Regions from separate parts of the Sus scrofa genome. Here regions 1 and 2 are each linked to region 3. A link is a contact called in public targeted proximity ligation data. All regions are on one chromosome and are shown on one strand. The core of a region is the stretch at or near the end of the contact, and the rest is flanking DNA. Distances in the headings are between cores, read along the strand shown. Region 1 overlaps JPH1 (junctophilin-1). Region 2 overlaps JPH1 (junctophilin-1). Region 3 has its middle 10 kb from the start of GDAP1.

Region 1 (2,700 bases), core at 102-2,601, 69 kb before region 3:
TATCTGCTGTTGCTCTCTGAGCCTGTACAAACCACCTCAAAAGCCCCTTTTCCCATCCCTTAGCCATCCCTTGGCAAAGATTCCCGCTCCCTGCCATTTGCCACTTGTTCTGGGCTATTTTAATTCTGGACAAGCTGTGGTAGTAGGCTATATTTAAATTGGCCTGCTCTGCGAAGAAACATGGCAAATTCACGTGGCACCTTTTCCCGTTTCGACACACTCCAATTGTGTGCCGGCTTTGTACGAGCTGCCTGCGTGAGTTTCTGTGTCACACACGCTGGCTTAGCTCCCATTCCCGGCTTCTCAGGTGTTTACCCCCGCAAGAGGTGCAGCGGGGTGGACTTCTGGCAGCGATGACACGTGGCAGGGACCCAAGAGCAGTCACCCCCAACTCTGAGACACAAACACAATAACGAAAGGAAAGGAAGAAGATGCCTCCAGCTCCCCGGCTGCGTGCGCCTGAAATATCTGCAAAATAATTTCTCAAAGGCTGAACCGCAGATGCGAATTTCTATAAAACGAAATGCCTCTACCAAGAGAGCCTAATGGGAAATTGCATGGCTGTCAAAAGCCAGCTCTCTCAAGTTTCTGAGCTTTTAGAAGTGGACATTCTAAGACACTTTTGGTTCTAACCTCTCTCGCAACCGCTCCCCCCATCCACTGCCATAGGTTTACATACTTCTGTGCTAGACAGAAGGTGTACATGCTTCCTCGAGTCAAACTGTTGCTTCAGAGAAGAAGAGGCTGGAAATGCCCCCCTAAAATCATTAAAAGTTAAATAAAAGGTCAAAAACCACTTTTCTAGGGAGCTGTTGTTGAGGTCTTGCCAGCTTTCACAGTTCAAAGCTAGCCGAAAGCTAGAATCTATTATGAAGATCTGAAGACAGTTACAGTTTTAAGGAAATATTTTATTTTATTAAGGAAATATTTGCCAAGCCCAGGACTTTTGCCTTGAGACCTTACTGTACAAAGGCTGGGGTGGACATGTTCGTTTTGCTGGCAGGGGCATTAAAATCGGAGTAGTGATCTTTTTCTTGTAGCCCCTCTAGGGAGCTGCAGTACAGAAACCAGGATTTCTGCCTATTTACTCTGGAGGTATTTACTTTAACTACTGGAGCCACCAGACTTTACCTGCAAACTGCCAAGATTCTACTGCACATTTTGCCGAATAAATCTGACTGCCCAGGCAGGTAGTAAATAACAGACGGGGCTTCTGTTTTTTGGAATGAGCCAGAAAACCAGCTTAGAAATGTCACGTTAAAAAAACATGCACCCACGTAGACTGGTGAATTAATATGAAACCATTTTTAAATGTCCCTAACAAAGGAGGGGCCCATGGCAAGACTATCTGGTTACATGCAGTCAGGGCTGCAAGCTTTCAAATTTATCTGCCTAGTAGCAAAACAGGCACGAAGAAAATGGATCTGAACGGAGATGCCCGTTTTTACTAGAAGGCACACAAGTGTTACCGAGGATCATTATGTTCTGAATATCAGGCAAACACAACTCAAAATAAATCCCACAGTACCCTTAGTGCTCTAAGCGTTTCCAAATTCCAGTAGAGAAAATGCCATTTGGTTTGTCCCCAGTGTGTTCCCCCCCGGGCTCCCTGGTGTTCTTTCAGGTAATAAAACCACCTAAATCTTTTTAGTTTTTTCCCTAAAATGCTGTCCAAGCTCATTCGTAAAAGGGAACGTGGCAAAGAAAACAAGTGGGAGGGGCCACTCTTTCACCATCACCATGCACAACTATTTCGAGTAAATCACGCATTTACAAGTCTGGATCAAGGACCTGCCATGGGATTGCTGCCAACGGGAGTATAATTTTGGCTACATCACCACAGATAATGGGAGCATAATGTCCCTAAAGGACCCTCAGATCCTGGAGTGTGACTGCTCTCACAGCCACCAGGACGGTCCTCACACAACCAGGAATTGAGGGGGCTTTTCTGCACTCCCAGCTCCCAGAACACAGGGACGGAAAGGTCGTGGTCAGACAACTTTTTAGGTCAGAATCAAGGCAGGAGAGACCCATGTTGGCTTTTAGAAAATAACTTAAATGATGATTATTATTTTTAGGGCCACACGTGTGGCATATGGAAGTTCTCGGGCTAGGGGTTGAATAGGAGCTACAGCAACGCCAGAGGCAAGCCGTGTCTGCAACCTATACTGCAGCTCACTGCATCGTCAGATCCTTAATCCCCTGAGTGAGGGGGTCAAATCCACCTCCCGAGTTAGTGGATTAGTTGGGTTTGTTTCCACTGAGTCACAAACGGCAACCCCTATTCGTGCTTTTGAGGACATATTTTTATTATCTTCCTTATTAACAGTTCAGTTTTGATGATATTGTGGCTTCTCTGTGATGATTACCAACTAACACACAGACAGATCATACCTGCTCCAAGATTACCATAAACAAAGGGCTTAGGTGTCATTATTTCTAGGAATCACAGAGTACAGGAGAAGAGAAATTACATCCCATTTCTTTAGGAGCCTGGGCGAGGAGCTAACATTAAACAGACCAATAAAACCACAGGTGGTAGGTGCTGAAAGTAAAGGGGCACAGGTCAAATATCTGGGTTTGGGGCAGGGGCCCAAAGATGGGTGGAAAAAAATGGGACAGGAACCCAAAGTTTATACCAGCCATGGGCATACTTCACACAACCTGAACTAGAGGCCAAAAAACTGAGGCTGAGAGAGT
Region 2 (2,700 bases), core at 166-2,665, 91 kb before region 3:
CCCCCACAGGACTTTAGAGGCCCACCAGCAACAATACGGCAACTTCTGTTTACAGGGCCCTGGTGCACTTCTCTGGAAGCCGTGGGACATCAGCCCAGGGTCCTGCTTGTGGCAGGCACTCCCTCCACATGTGTGTGGAACCGAATACACTGGAATGAACAAGTGGTAAGAATAACCAGCAGGGAGTTCCCATTGTGGTGCAGTGGTTAACGAATCCGACTAGCAAGCAAGAGGTTGTGGGCTCCATCCCTGGCCTTGCTCAGTGGGTTAAGGATCTGGAGTTGCTGTGAGCTGTGGTGTAGGCTGCAGACTCGGCTTGGATCCCGCCTTGCTGTGGCTCTGGCATAAGCCGGTGGCTACAGCTCCGATTAGACATCTAGCCTGGGAACCTCCATATGCCACAAGAGTGGCCCAAGAAGTGACAAAAAGAGAAAAAAAAAAAAAAAAAAAAGAATAACCAGCAAACCAAACCCATGAATTATTAATTTCACCTTGACCAGTGGATTATTCTGTTTCCCTTTTTCTATGAAAAAAATTCATATTTGGAATTTGGGGTTTGGAAAGAGAGTTTAAAAGTCATCTATTCCAAGAGACTTCTTTTTTCTTAACCCCAAATGTTACATATTAATGATAGGCACAGACAATTCTTAAGACTTCTAATTCTTACCAGAAGTCTTCACTTTAAGTCATCAACATACTGTATGCATGTGCGTACACACACGCTATTATATACTGAGTACTTTGTCACCCCCTCCCCCCAAATCCACATGTTGAAACCCCAACCCCCAATGTGATATTTGGAGGTGGGGCCATTGGGAGGTAATTCAGGTTAAGTTCATGAGGGCGAGAGTTGTGATGAGCTTAATGCTCTTATAAAAAGAGCAAGAGGAGTTCCCACTGTGGCACAGTGGAAACGAATCTGACTAGGAACCATGACACGAGGTTGCGGGTTCGATCCCTGGCCTCGCTCAGTGGATTAAGGATCCGGCATTGCCGTGAACTGTGGTGTAGGTTGCAGATGCAGCTCGGATCTGGCATTGCTGTGGCTGTGGTGTAGGCTGGCAGCTGTAGCTCCGAGTAGATCCCCTAGCCTGGGAATCTCTGTATGCTGCCGGTGTGGCCCTAAAAAGAAAAAAAAGAAAAAAAAAAAAAGAGGAAGAGACACCCGAGTTCTCTTTCTCCAGGTACATGCATGTATGAGGACACAGTGAGAAGGCAGCCAGGTGTGGGCCAGGAAGGTGGCCATCACCAGAACCCAACCATGCTGACACCCTGATCTTGGACTCCCAGCCTCCAAAACTCGGAAAAAAATAAATGTCCATTGTATAAACCATCTAGTCTATGGTAGCTTGTTACAGCAACCCATGGTGACTAATACACATGTTTACACACAGGAAGACAAAGCCTGACGAGGGCGTTGCCAAGGCTACTACCCCCCCAAGAGGGCTCTCAGTAATACATTTAACAGAGTCTCTTTTTAATCTCATGACCAGCCGCCTCCCACAACTGATAAACATCACTTAAAATATGAATCGCGATGGAAAGGAAATCACAACCGTGGGGCAAAGAGTCAGACATAGAGTTTTCCAATCATCCTTCCCCTGTGTCCGAGTCCCCACTACTTCCTTAGTGACCCATCCAAAGTCTCGTCTCAGCTTTCCTGGCTTAGAAACCCGGTTTCATCAGCACTTTGAAGTACAGCCATCCCTTGGGGCCGACTCACATGACCAAGGCTCACAAGACTGATGTATAACTCCAGAAGGCCAGTTCATCAGTTTACAACGAGCAACGCACACTTCACAAAGGCCAGGAGCTTGCACGGATACCACCTGGGCAGGCTCGCCCTGCTGGCAGACCTCTAAGGGAAGCTCCACCAAAATTAGAAGGTTACTGGTGAATGTGGAATCAGGGCGGGAGCACGAGATGAAGCAAGTATCTGATGGCATCGGGCTGAGCTAGGCTGATGTGCCCATTTCCTCATTCGGATCATCTTGCCAATAAAGCCATACATGGTTGGCTAGAGCTCCCTGCATCCTTCCCCATAATAGAAACGTCCTTGCCAATGCAACTGCAACGCTCCAAGGTTTTGGCCACAGCTTTGCTCTCCTCTGGAAGGTGTGTGGATGGGCACTGCCAATGTCTGCCTCTGTGACTCTTTTTCTATACCGCTGTGGGTGACCCAATCTTCCGAGGTTTGAATACACAGTCAGGTTGCAAGGAAATCTTGCTGTGCTATAGTGATGCTATCACTTAATGGTCACTTGGGATATTTCCATGCAGTCTCCTGGGCTCATGTTAGAGGTGAACTCTCAGAGGGCGACCTTATTTCTGAGTTCTAAGGGGACAGCTCACTGTGTCACTCATACTCATGGCAACTTAGGTTTCTGTGTACGGAGGCAATCATCCACAAGCACATTCACATACATCTACTTGTATGCTTTTCATGATCTGTGACAACTTAGCCCTTTGGTGATGGAGCCATTCCCACTCGGCTGTGTTTTTTCCTTAGTTTTTAATTGAACTATGGACTAATACTTTTTTTTTTTTTCGTCTTTTTGCCTTTTCTAGGGCCGCTCCAGTGGCATATGGAGATTCCAAGGTTAGGGGTCGAATCGGAGCTGCAGCCACTGGCCTACGTCAGAGCCACAGCAACGCTGGATCCTTAACCCACTGAGCAAGGGCAGGGATCGAACCTGCAAC
Region 3 (2,700 bases), core at 22-2,521:
TACAGAGGAAATGGAGGTTTAAAGAGGTGCCCCAACTGGGCCAAGGCCCAGCGGGGGATTCAAACCCAGGCGGTTGGCTCCAGAGCCCATGCCCGCAGCTCTGCAACCCACTGCCTCCCTTAAAATGTTCTGCTGTCTTGTGAGTGACAGAGTGGATTTGCGGCATGGCTCAGGAAATCTGAAGAGTCATTTTAGCAGAGCTAGAGATGTAACCATTGCCAAGGGCAGATGATCAGCCAGGTGAGGCTGAACTCGGGGGGATTATGAGCTAAGGTGGAAGATCTGAGCAATCAGTAAGGAAGAAGGGTCAGTGGTCGAGTCAGAATCACGCTCATTGGGTGCATCCCGCAATGATGCAGTAATTAGTTATTTATGTCTCTAAGCTCTTCATTTAGAAAGTCTGTATATAGTTACTTTCTAGGAGCCGTGTCACCTGTGCCCTGCACTATTGTATCCTTAATAGGAGTTTCTGTGGCGTGTCAATTAGCCCCTTTTGCGTCACAAAAGAGGAGTGTCTTAGTAAGGAAGAGCCCGAGGCAAGTGAAAAGCTTCAAGTGTTCTGGTAACATTTGGACACTCCCAACACTCAAGGGTGGAAAAGTCAACATTTGCCAAATTTCCAAGCAGTGCTTATCAGCCAGATTGTTTTCCCTCCCCGTTTATCCACCGCACGTTCTCTTTCCTTAGCCAAGGTCCTACCAAGTGCAGTTTGTGATAAGAGTGGGATGCTAACAGTACACATTTCGAAGACAAGACCACAGAATTTATAACTTTTCATGCCACACAGCAAATAGATTTGGGAATACTTCAGAACTTCTCATTTTAACTTTCTTCCCGATAGAGTCTATTTGCATCGCTGGTTTGAGCCTCGCAGACTTGGAGGGGAGCGGTGAAAGATGAACGGGCAGTGCTCAGCCACAAGGGGAGAAAAACGTCATCCAGACCCCAGAATAGCAACAGCAATAAATATGGTCATGTCGCTAGCTCTTCTGCTGAGGCCGAAGCGACAGACAGGGATCACATTTGCGGCACCTAACCAGCCTCCTGGCTACATGGGGCTGGCTCAGGGGTATAGAGGATTCATGCAGAAAAAGTTACCTGACAGAGCCTCTTGATTTGGGGTGACTTAGTACACAAAGGAGGGTGGCACGGACCCCACCGCAGGGCTGGAGGGGACTCGGCCCCCTTCTGGCCACAGGGGAATGTGTTCTAAATCGGCTGCTGCTTTCCGGACAGCTGGCTCAGGGCTCTTGAGAGCTGAGCCCAGAACTTCCCTGCATGTCTGCCTGAGAACTTGCTGTTATCTGCAGCTGCCACAGCCATCAAGGCACATGCGTAAGGGGGAAGGTGAAAAAGAGGGCTCTTGTGGGTCATCAGTTATTTAAAGCGGGCCCATCGGATTTCAGCCCCTTGGTTGTACAGAATCAGCACCTTTGCTCCAGGAGGTCTTGGAGGAAGCCGCGTCTCCCTCCCTTCAAAACTCTCCAGGTCCTCCCTTTGCCAGCCCAGCGACCTGACTCCCCACCATTTCTTCGACGTGTATTTCAGTTTCATACAATATACAGCAGTGTCTCTGGGTGGTTGTGGTTTTACCATCTTTCCTTTCTTTGGCCACGTGGAATTGGTCACACAGGGCTTTCATATTTTCATAACTTGCATACAGTCTCTTTTTAGACGAAAAACATTTTAAGCTAATATATAGGTACCCAATTTCCCCCCCTGCCTTTTGAAAACCAAAGCATCACCTGAATTGACCACTTTCCCTTTTTTTGATACACCTCCCTGCTCTAAAAGGATATCATTTCTTATCAAGCCCACCTCCTTCTCTCTGGATCTTTGGGGTTCACTTGGTCTCTCCAACCCAGTCCAAGGTCACACAGTTCACCCGTGTCACTGTGGCTATGTGCCACCTGTGTCCCTCCTGTAGCTTGAACAGGTACAGATTCAATTCCATGCTTCCATTTGTTTCCGTTCCATGCTTAGGACTTAAATTAAGCTTTTTCCCCTGGATCACCATAATTGCTTTTATTTGGGAGATACTGTAAGTGAAAAATGAAATGAAATGTTGTTTTAGATTTTGGTATCTCGCTAGAAACTTTAGCATTTTATTTTCTTGTCACTACTCTGCTTCTTTAGGATCTGATTAAGACTAACAAGATAAGTGAAGTAGTTGTTACAGCACTGGCTCTCGTGTTTGTTCTCTCAACGACCCTGGTGACGTTGGGTGGCTAAGAAAAAAGAAATCATGCCAGTGTGTTGAAGTTGGTGCCAAAGGAACATGGATGACTATTCGGTGCCTGGGACCCACTGCTGCCCAGAACCTTATCTTGTCCTATTTATACTTTCAATGAGCAAAATCTGACTTAGTGCAATCCTTGCAACATTAGCATTTTCTTTCTTTAAAGCTTATGTCTCTGAGTTTTAATGCCATCTTTCTCATGTGGCCAGGGACAATGCAGGCATAAATTAACTTCTCCGCTTATTATTTAGTGACTAAAAGAAGACAAAAGCAAGGACATTGAACAAATAAACTCCAATGTATTATTAAATATTCTAATTTGAATTACCAGGATAAATGCCAAATGACCTTAAATCCTGGGGAAGATGCCTTTCAGCATAAAAAGAAGGTGATAAAAAAAAGTGTCCTGGAGGATGACCTGCAGCATTTATTGGGAAAATAGAAGAAAAAAGTATTGTCCA

Evidence for each region.
Region 1: a targeted proximity ligation map of skeletal muscle shows a contact between it and region 3. A contact is called at or near these places in 3 of 47 Hi-C or Micro-C datasets (epiblast stem cells, heart right ventricle and skeletal muscle) and 1 of 2 datasets of targeted methods (skeletal muscle).
Region 2: a contact with region 3 is called in a targeted proximity ligation map of skeletal muscle. A contact is called at or near these places in 3 of 47 Hi-C or Micro-C datasets (psoas muscle and skeletal muscle) and 1 of 2 datasets of targeted methods (skeletal muscle).

What each region holds. Positions count from the first base shown.
Region 1 is chr4:61,674,197-61,676,896 of Sscrofa11.1, reverse strand. The region is part of intron 2 of JPH1 (junctophilin-1); the gene reads right to left. Among named protein-coding and RNA genes, the nearest start is that of JPH1, 47 kb to the right of the region's middle.
Region 2 is chr4:61,696,411-61,699,110 of Sscrofa11.1, reverse strand. All of the region lies in intron 3 of JPH1 (junctophilin-1), which reads right to left. Among named protein-coding and RNA genes, the nearest start is that of JPH1, 69 kb to the right of the region's middle.
Region 3 is chr4:61,605,087-61,607,786 of Sscrofa11.1, reverse strand. No RefSeq gene overlaps it. Among named protein-coding and RNA genes, the nearest start is that of GDAP1, 10 kb to the right of the region's middle.